2 separate regions of the Ovis aries genome follow, and region 2 is linked to region 1. A link is a contact called in public Hi-C data. All regions are on one chromosome and are shown on one strand. The core of a region is the stretch at or near the end of the contact, and the rest is flanking DNA. Distances in the headings are between cores, read along the strand shown.

Region 1 (4,051 bases), core at 686-3,185:
GCAGATGGATGCGAATTCAATAATAGTAAATGTGGGGAGAAAGAGGGAAGAGACACCGTGGCCTCCGCCAGCGCCTTCCCAGAAAGGGACCTTTTCACACCTTTCGCACCTACTGTGTGCCGGACGCGACAGCTGGACCACCCAGTCCCCAGCGGACCTCATTTTCCTTTCCCAGCTGGCGAATACCGCTCGCCCAACACACACAGCCGCAGAGCGGGAGTGGGTGCTCACTGTCTCCCCGGGGAACCATCTCGGCGCAAATCCACGTGGCGTGGGATCCAGGAAGGGGATGGGCCGGGAGAGGCGAGGGGTTCCCGGAGGTGGGCACGTGAAAGCCAGGCGGATGCCCCATGCGGGGCCGCAGCCAGGAGGTCACTGCCCTCAGGGTCAAGGCTATCTCCCTCTGCGGGACACGCAGAGCCCGCGAGACGCAGTGACCCGCCCAGCCCCCAGCCACGCGCACACTTGCGAGCGGACTCTCGTCCCCTCGTCCAGCGCCCCCACCGAGCTCCACGCTCTGTAGGCTCTGTCCGCGATCCTCGCGTACGAAGGAGGTGGGACTTGGGTCTCTGGCGGACAAGCAGAGCCCAAAAGATCCCAACACCCTTCCCGGGAGACCAGGCCACGGGATAGAGCGTAGGCGCCCTGGGGCATAACTGCGCCCCGCTAGGGAGCAGCCTCAGTACCCATCTCAAGTTCAGCCGCGCTGCCTCCCGCAAGGTCAAGCTCAAACACACTCTCGCTTAGTGAAAGAAGGAGCTCAAAGTTGCGCCACCGTCCCGATTTCGAACAAGGCTGTGCCCCCATCTGGGCACTCTGCCCCAATGGCACTGCTGCCCGCTCCCGCGCCCCCCGGCGGAGCTGCTCCTGCCCCGCGCAGGTCACACACCCCAGACGCAGACAAGTTGCTAACTTTCGTCAGATTATTTCGCGGCAGCTGTGGCGCCTAACGGGATCCCGGGCAGACTCCGTTTCGAGTTGCCGCGGGCACCACCCCCGTCAAGCTCCCCTTCGCCCACCTCAGTCCCTCCCTGTTCAACACGCCACGTCCAGCTGGCCTGCCCCGGTTGCCAACCTCTCCACCGTATCCGGAGCAACGCGGGCCTGCGGTGTCCCCGGGGGCGAAGGCCACCTCCCGGATCCGCGCCTGCTCGCAGCGGATTTGGACGCTCGACTGGGATCACTGGGCTGCCTCCGCGCGCCCCCGCACCCCGGATTCCGCTCTAAAGGGTCGCACGGCCCCGTCTCCTCGTGGGGTCTTAGCCCACAGGCGACCCCGCGGGGCATTTCGCTTTTGGCGGCCCCAATCGGCGGGATGCCAGCTCCGCGCGCCGAGTGCAATGTCACTGGGGCCACCCCGGGGACCGCTGCCCCAGACCCGGCGTAGGCTCCCTAGAGCTCCCAGCAGCTCTTTTTGAAACGGCTGTATACCCTTGAGCCCGACCCTCCGCTCCGACCTCCTTGCTCTCCCAAAGACCCCGACGACGCCGCTGCTAAGGAGGGGGGCTCCCTGCGTGTGCCCTCCTCCCTCCCGGCGCCGGGGTCCTCAGTCCACTTCCACGCCCCTGTCACACACTCCCAGATCCTTCCCCATCGCCTCTGTCCCCGGGTCCGGACCATCACCCCCTCCACTCGGAGAACACACACGAGACTGCCCGAGCCCCAACTCGGGTGGATGGAGCCCCCCGCGCACCCTCGGCTCCGCGCGCTCACTCACCGCGGCCGGAGACACGCGGAAGTTTCCGGGGCTCTGGGGCTAGGGGTGGGTACGGGACGAGGAGATCCGGAGGAGAATAAAAACGGGGGTGTCCCGAACACCCGGCCCGTTCCCTGCTCACATCGCCCCTGCCTGCTCTCTCTCCGCCTGCTCTTCCTCCCGGTCCTCCTCGTCCTCCTCGCTCTGGTCTTTGTCTTTGCAAAGTGTCGAAACTGTCTGGCATAGTGGAGCTCCGCCGGCGGAGGCTGGAGCCGGGGGAGCGGGGAGGCGGGCTGAGCAGGGGGGCGGTCTCGGGAACACCTTCCCCCGGGTGGAATGGGAGGGGGAGGCAGGCGGGCCGGCCGGGGAGGGGCCGGGGCCGGGAGCCGGGAGCCGGGGCGCGCCGGAGCCGAGCGGGTGCCTCTTGCGCGCGCCGCCCTCCCCTTCCTCCGCCCAGAGCCCGCCCCTCGCGGCCCCGCGCTCCCCCGGCGGCCGCCCCACCTCCCACCCGGCCTCGGCTCAGCTTTCCCCGGGCTCCGGGCTGCCGGCGAGCCGAACCGAGAGCGCCGAGCCACGTGGACTGCAGCCGGGTCGGCGGAGGCCCGGCGGGGGAGACGCTGGAGGCGCGGGGAACGGATCGCCGCCCAGAGCGGGGCTCTGCGGGGACGGCCGCCGCCGGCGGGCTGGCAAGGCTGGGGAGGCGCGGCCTGGGGGGGTGGCCCGCGGGCTAAAACCCGCGGAGGAGGCGGCGGTGCTCCGAAGAGCCCGCGTGGGTGCGCGGTAGCGGGAAGGGGCCGATCCCCCTGCCGGCGGTGGGGCCAAGCCACCTACTTCCTCTAAGGGCGCGCGAGTCGCGGGGGGACTGAGAGCGGGGGTGGAGGGAGCGGGGCTGGGCGGCTGGTGAGGCCCCGGGGCGGGCGCCCAGATGAGAGCCCGGAGGGGCCACCGCGGCCCGGCTTCCCGCCCTGGCCCTGCTGCCCGCTGCGGCTTCTTCCCTCCCACCCGCCGGGGCTGCGACGTGATCCAGAGCAGGGCGCGCCAGCCCGACTGCCAGGACAGGCCCCCTTTCGGGGTCAGCTTTGCGGATTTGGGCCCTTCCTCCCGGGGATTTTCCAGGCAAGAGTACTGGAGTGGGGTGCCATCGCCTTCTCCGTCCTTTATAGGAAAGTGGGGCGGTGCTGGCGTCTTGCTCTGTAGCAGAATGCCAGTCCTACAGGCTAAGTGCTGGACACAGGATTTAAGAGGCATTACCACAAAAAAAAAAAAAAAAAAAATCTAGTTTTACAGCTCTTAACTCCTTATTGGGGCTTTTCCTCTTTCACAACTTTTTGGAGAAATGCTACGAGGAAAACGGCCCAGCTTGGCCTAAGGGGTCAGTCAATTCTTGCAGTGCCCCTGGCCCCAGTCGGAGAGGCCAGCCTTCTGCAATGGAAGGCGAAAGAACAGTCTTAGCTCTTCATCAGAAAGAGATGTAGTGGATGCTCCAGAGTAGGGCCCGTAGGACCAGACTTCTTGGTTCCAATCTGCAGTGCCACTCCTTGGATGTGTGAAATTAGGCTAGTTTCAGAATCCCTAAGCTTGCTACCTCTGTGCCTCAGTTTCTCCATCTGTGAAAATGGGCATAATGCGATCAGTCCCACAAAGTCACTGTGATGACTAAGGGAATGCATATATGCCCAATACTAAAAACTCTATACAGCATATTAATAAGTGCCCAGTAAGAGTGTGTTGTGCCAGTGGTGGACTTCTCCAGCCCCAGGTCCCTGCCCACAGCTGGGGAAGGGCTGGCCTAGGGAATGCGTTGCTCGCATTGGTCAAGTCCTTCTGGGACATGAAGGAGAAAAGGAGAGAGATTTTGAGCTGCAGAAAAGATAATGATTAAACAGGGCAGGGGAGAAACTGAGAAGATTCTCTGCTAGAAAGGGAAGGAAAAGAGGAATAAAGATGTACAAAGGGCAAGAGAGGCACTGGAGGTAGAGGATCCGAAACAGAAAGCATACATACGAATCTGCAGGAGTTCTTCAAGGAGTCCTGCCAAACTGCACCAGGGCACTGCCATCTGGCTATGTTTCCTGGCCTCCAGGGTTTGCAAGAAAAGTTTGGGGTATTTTATCACCTGAGGCCTCTTGCTTGAACCTATTGGCTTTTGGTTCAGTTCTGGGTGGGGTGTGGCGGGGGTGGAGGTGAACCTTCTGGCCTGCAAGGAAGCATCTTGTGGGCTTAGCTCTTCCTGAGATGAGTGCTCTTGGCATTCCCCAAAATGCTTTCTCGTACGGGATGAGGGGAGCAGAGGTGTTGCCTAGAACAGCAACATCAGCTGCTGTTCTCGGCAGTGGCAGCATCTTTGGGTCACAG
Region 2 (4,051 bases), core at 411-2,910, 80 kb before region 1:
AGGAGGAGAAGGGGATGACGGAAGATGAGATGGTTGGATGGCATCACCAACTCAATAGACATGAGTTTGAGCAAGCTTGGGGAGTTGGTGATGGACAGGGAAGCCTGGAGTGCTACAGTCCATGGGGGTCGCAGAGGACTCACACTCACACGACTGAGTGACTGAGCTGAACTGAACCTAAATCACGGATGCACAGAGGATGCTGGAATAGAGGATGAGACCACAGAGAGAAAGAAAGCAGAGAAAGGTGAGGAAGGAATGGGTGAGAAGGCGGCATCTGAACAACAGTCAAGGAGGCCAGGAGCAGGACATGAGGCTGCAGGAGAAGGTTCCAAGGGAGCAGCATGGGCCTGGGACAAGGACACTGCTGGCACCCTGCAGGAAGACACCAAGCCACCTGTCTGGCCTGGCATGGGCCTGAATGACCTTCAGCCCCTAGAATGACCTCACATGCCAGCTGTCCCTCTCCTGTGTCACAGGTGGGGAAATCGAGGCTCAGAGACAATAAGTAACATGCTCAACGTCACATAGCCACCCCCGGGAGGACATCGGCACACAGCATCAGTGAACAAGCTGTGTGTCTCTGGGCAAGTTGCCTGGCCTCTCTGAACCTATCTCTTCATCTCCACGCAACACTTCACTTCCACCATCCCTTTGCCCTTTGCCCACATTTTACCCAACCCCACACCAGGGCCTACTGGGGAACACAGCGATACAGAGACAGGAGGTGAGGACTGGCTTTGAGATGCTCACACCATAGGGCAGTGGCTCTCAAACAGCGTCAGCATCCTTGGGGGGCTTGTAAAAACCCAGAGCTTCTGATTCAGCGGATCTGGGGCAGCCCAAGGATCTGCACTGGTGACAAGGGCTGGTCCAGGGTCCAGGTTTAAGGGAAACTTTCCAGGGCTCCTCTCTCTGCTCTCTAAGTGGGGGCCCACCCACTGCCGCCAACCCTGGGGGCCCAGGGGCTCTCTGCAGCCAGATGCGGGCAGAGTGGGGAGATGGCTCTCTCTGTCATCAGGCGGACCCTTGAAAGCGAGGCTGAGCTAGAGGGCAAGGCACCTGTGCTTTGACTCACCTTATTCTTTTTCACTTTGATCTTGGCGGGGACAGGAACGTAGGTACTGCAGGAGGAAAAGGCAGGTGCTTAGCATGGGGAGAGGGTCAGCTGCCTGGGCATCGGCTGGGGAGGAGAGGGCTGGAGATGCAGGTGGACCACGGGGAGGGGCGGGCGGGCCACCGGGAGAGGCGGGGGGCCACGGGGAGAGGCGGGCGGGCCACGGGGAGAAGCACTCTTCCACCAAGGGGCTCCACCTCCTGCAGTAGCCCATTATGGACACCAGAGGGCGATCGTGGCTAACTTGAGACCCTTCTGCGGAGGCCAAGCTGAGCCCTAGCTGATACAGCCCCTCCTCTGGCCAAGCCAGCTTCCCTCACTGCCCTGCACCCCGAATCCCTCGGGTTTCCTAACCAGGCCTCAGATAGGGAGGCTCTCAGCCATCTCGGCACTAAGCCCCTTTTCTTTTAGGCAGGAATGGGACCAAGTGCGAGCCTGGCCAAGCCTCCAGGTCTCCCTGGAGGACAGAGGTCATGAGGACTAGTGTGAGCTCAGCGAGACACGTGCCAAGCGGCCGGAACAAATCAGATGTGAACTAACTCGCCGATGGTCCAGGCAGGACCTGTGACTCACACCAGAGCCTACATGCTCCTCACCCAGTCTGCCTAGCAGCCGCTTTGACAGTGTGAGAGGCGGGGGGAGGGGGTGCTGTCATAATAGGGGAGCAGCACAGAGATGAGAAAGCTCAGCAGGGTCCACCTCCTGGGGGACTCGCAGGGTGATTGGGGAAGCAAGGGCAACCCACTCCAGTCTTCTTGCCTGGAGAATCCCCTGGACAGAGGAGCCTGGCGGGTTACAGACCACGGGGTCGCCGAGAGTAGGACACGACTGAGCAACTAACACTTTCACTTTTCACTTTGGGGAAGCAAACCCGAGAGGTCTATTGTGTTGTGGCTGGGGAGTCATGAGCAGGAGGAAGGCCAGAGCTCGGGGCATCGGGGTGATGGGAGGAGGGGTACGGGAAGAGCCGGAGGCAGCCTGGGAGCGGGGCTCTGCTGTCTAGGAGAGCCTGTCTCGGGAGGCAGGACAGCACGAGTGTGGCTGTAGCGGGTGGAGCCCCCACCACGGCAGGGGGCTCAGAGGCCCTCACTCAGCAAGGAGGAGCAGTGACCCCCTCCGCCGTGCAGACGCCTCAAGGGGACTTACTGGGAGATGGTGCCCGTGGTGGTGGCACTGATTACCCACTCCAGATCGACAGTCTTGAAGGGGACCAGGACCATGCTGACGTTCTCTGCCAGCTCCCTGAAGCTCTCCGGGTACACGAGGTGGTGGGTGGTCTTCCTCCCGACGTCGGCCTCAAACCCTGCAGTGGGGGCCTTGTTCATCCTGGGGGGAGAGGGGAGAGATGACAGGTATCATGTCACCATCAAAGGTGACTTAGAGGGTCAGCTTTAGCTCAGAGAGGCTGTGCTGTGTCTCACCTTCCTCATCTGTAGAATGGGCACAGGGAGGGCATAGGTCAGATGCTTTAGCTACTTTTTTCTCACGGATGATCTCAGGTGAGCCTAACCATCCCCACCACCAACAGCTGACTCTGTCCCGGTGCAGCGATGTACCTCATTGACCTTTAACGATAACTGGTATATGTATTTTATGGTCCTAATTTTATGGCCAAACTAATCTGAGCATAAAGAATTTATCCCAGAACATAAGAGCTACCCAGTGGCGGCCTTGAACTCAGGGCCTGTCAACCCTAAATCTGACTCTCTCCCCCTCACCACAGACATTCCCACTGGACACCAGTACACTGAGGCTCCCCGAGGCCAGGTGAGTGGTCTAAAGACATAAAGTCAGAGTCCACAGACATGGGGGACAGTTCTAGAAGGGGTCTGAGGATGGCTGCCTGAGTTTCTCATGCTGGGCACTGGTGCCCCGGGTCTGGCGCCTGGTGTTGGGGTGACGAGAAACCCAGGAGAGAGGTTGGCATCTTCCTGGAACATTCATTTTACTTGGAGACAGGGAAACCTATGTTTGCATTAGAAGCATAGGTTACATTATGGCCTGGATGGCCAAGCAGGGACGGACTGCAAAGATGAAACAAGAATCTCGTTAGTCTAGGCCTCCAGCCAGGCCGCTCCAGGCCGAGTTCCTGCCCACTGGGTGCTTCTCTCTGGGTTCAGAGAGGCCTTGCTGATTCATCCCCATCCTGCAATGCACATGGGGAAACTGAGGCCCTGGGGAAGTCTGGACTCCCCGACTGGAGTCCTGACCTCCTGACCCTGAGCCATGACGCCTGCTGCAGCTCCAGGGGCCCAGGTGGGGGCGGCGGGGTGGGCCAGGGGGCGAGGGCCCGCACTCACCTGAGCACAAAGTCGTGACTGTCTATCTGAGGCCCGTACCAGGACTCCCTCAGGTTGCCCGAGTTGCCCACGACGGCGCAGCGCCGGCAGCCCACGGAGCCCTTCTCCAGCAGGGGGTCCACGTCCCCGGGCACCACCTGGAACAGCTCCTTGATGGTGTCGTTCAGGTTATTAGGCTGCTTCTCCCGCTGGAGCTTCTGTGGGCAGAGGACGCGGGACGCAAGTCAGCCAGGCTGGACTCCGAGCTCCTCGGGGCTGGTGACCTGGCTCCTCCCGAGGCTCCTGGAGACAGAGCTCCACCTCCCCCACAGGAGCCACTCGGGGAGACAGGAAGGCCAGAGATCACTCATTCAGTCTACAAATGCTTCCTGAGCACCTGCTATGCTTGGTGGGTAAAGAATGTGCCTGAATGCAGGAGACCCAGGTTCAATCCCTGGGTCGGGAAGATCCCCTGGAGAAGGGCATGGCAACCCACTCCAGCAGTCTTGCCTGGAGAATCCCAAGGACAGAGGCTACAGTCCATAGAGTCACAAAGAGCGGACACAACTGAGCGAATGACACTTTCACTGTCATGAATGTGGTGCAGCTCCGGCCTCTTGAGACCGGGTGGTATGAGTGAGGCACCTGAAGAAAG

The links. A called contact is a pair of places that touch in the nucleus more often than the background predicts.
Region 2: a Hi-C map of tail adipose tissue shows a contact between it and region 1, with 4 times the contacts expected there. The contact joins the enhancer-like site here to the promoter of ST3GAL1 in region 1. A contact is called at or near these places in 7 of 16 Hi-C or Micro-C datasets (blood, liver, muscle and 2 more).

What each region holds. Positions count from the first base shown.
Region 1 is chr9:20,958,094-20,962,144 of ARS-UI_Ramb_v3.0, reverse strand. It overlaps ST3GAL1 (ST3 beta-galactoside alpha-2,3-sialyltransferase 1), which reads right to left and starts at 1,935. Exons shown (of 9, transcript XM_060419995.1): 1 at 1,718-1,935. LOC132660282 (a long non-coding RNA gene) reads left to right here and starts at 2,218. Exons shown (of 2, transcript XR_009601705.1): 1 at 2,218-4,051.
Region 2 is chr9:21,038,095-21,042,145 of ARS-UI_Ramb_v3.0, reverse strand. It overlaps ST3GAL1 (ST3 beta-galactoside alpha-2,3-sialyltransferase 1), which reads right to left. Exons shown (of 9, transcript XM_060419995.1): 5 at 3,418-3,614; 6 at 2,264-2,443; 7 at 1,079-1,124. Among named protein-coding and RNA genes, the nearest start is that of ST3GAL1, 80 kb to the right of the region's middle. Within about 2 kb of position 1,660, at least 21 of the 54 cell types and tissues checked have an H3K27ac peak or open chromatin away from gene starts, as enhancers often do. A contact at or near this core is called in liver and tail adipose tissue, where this site is marked.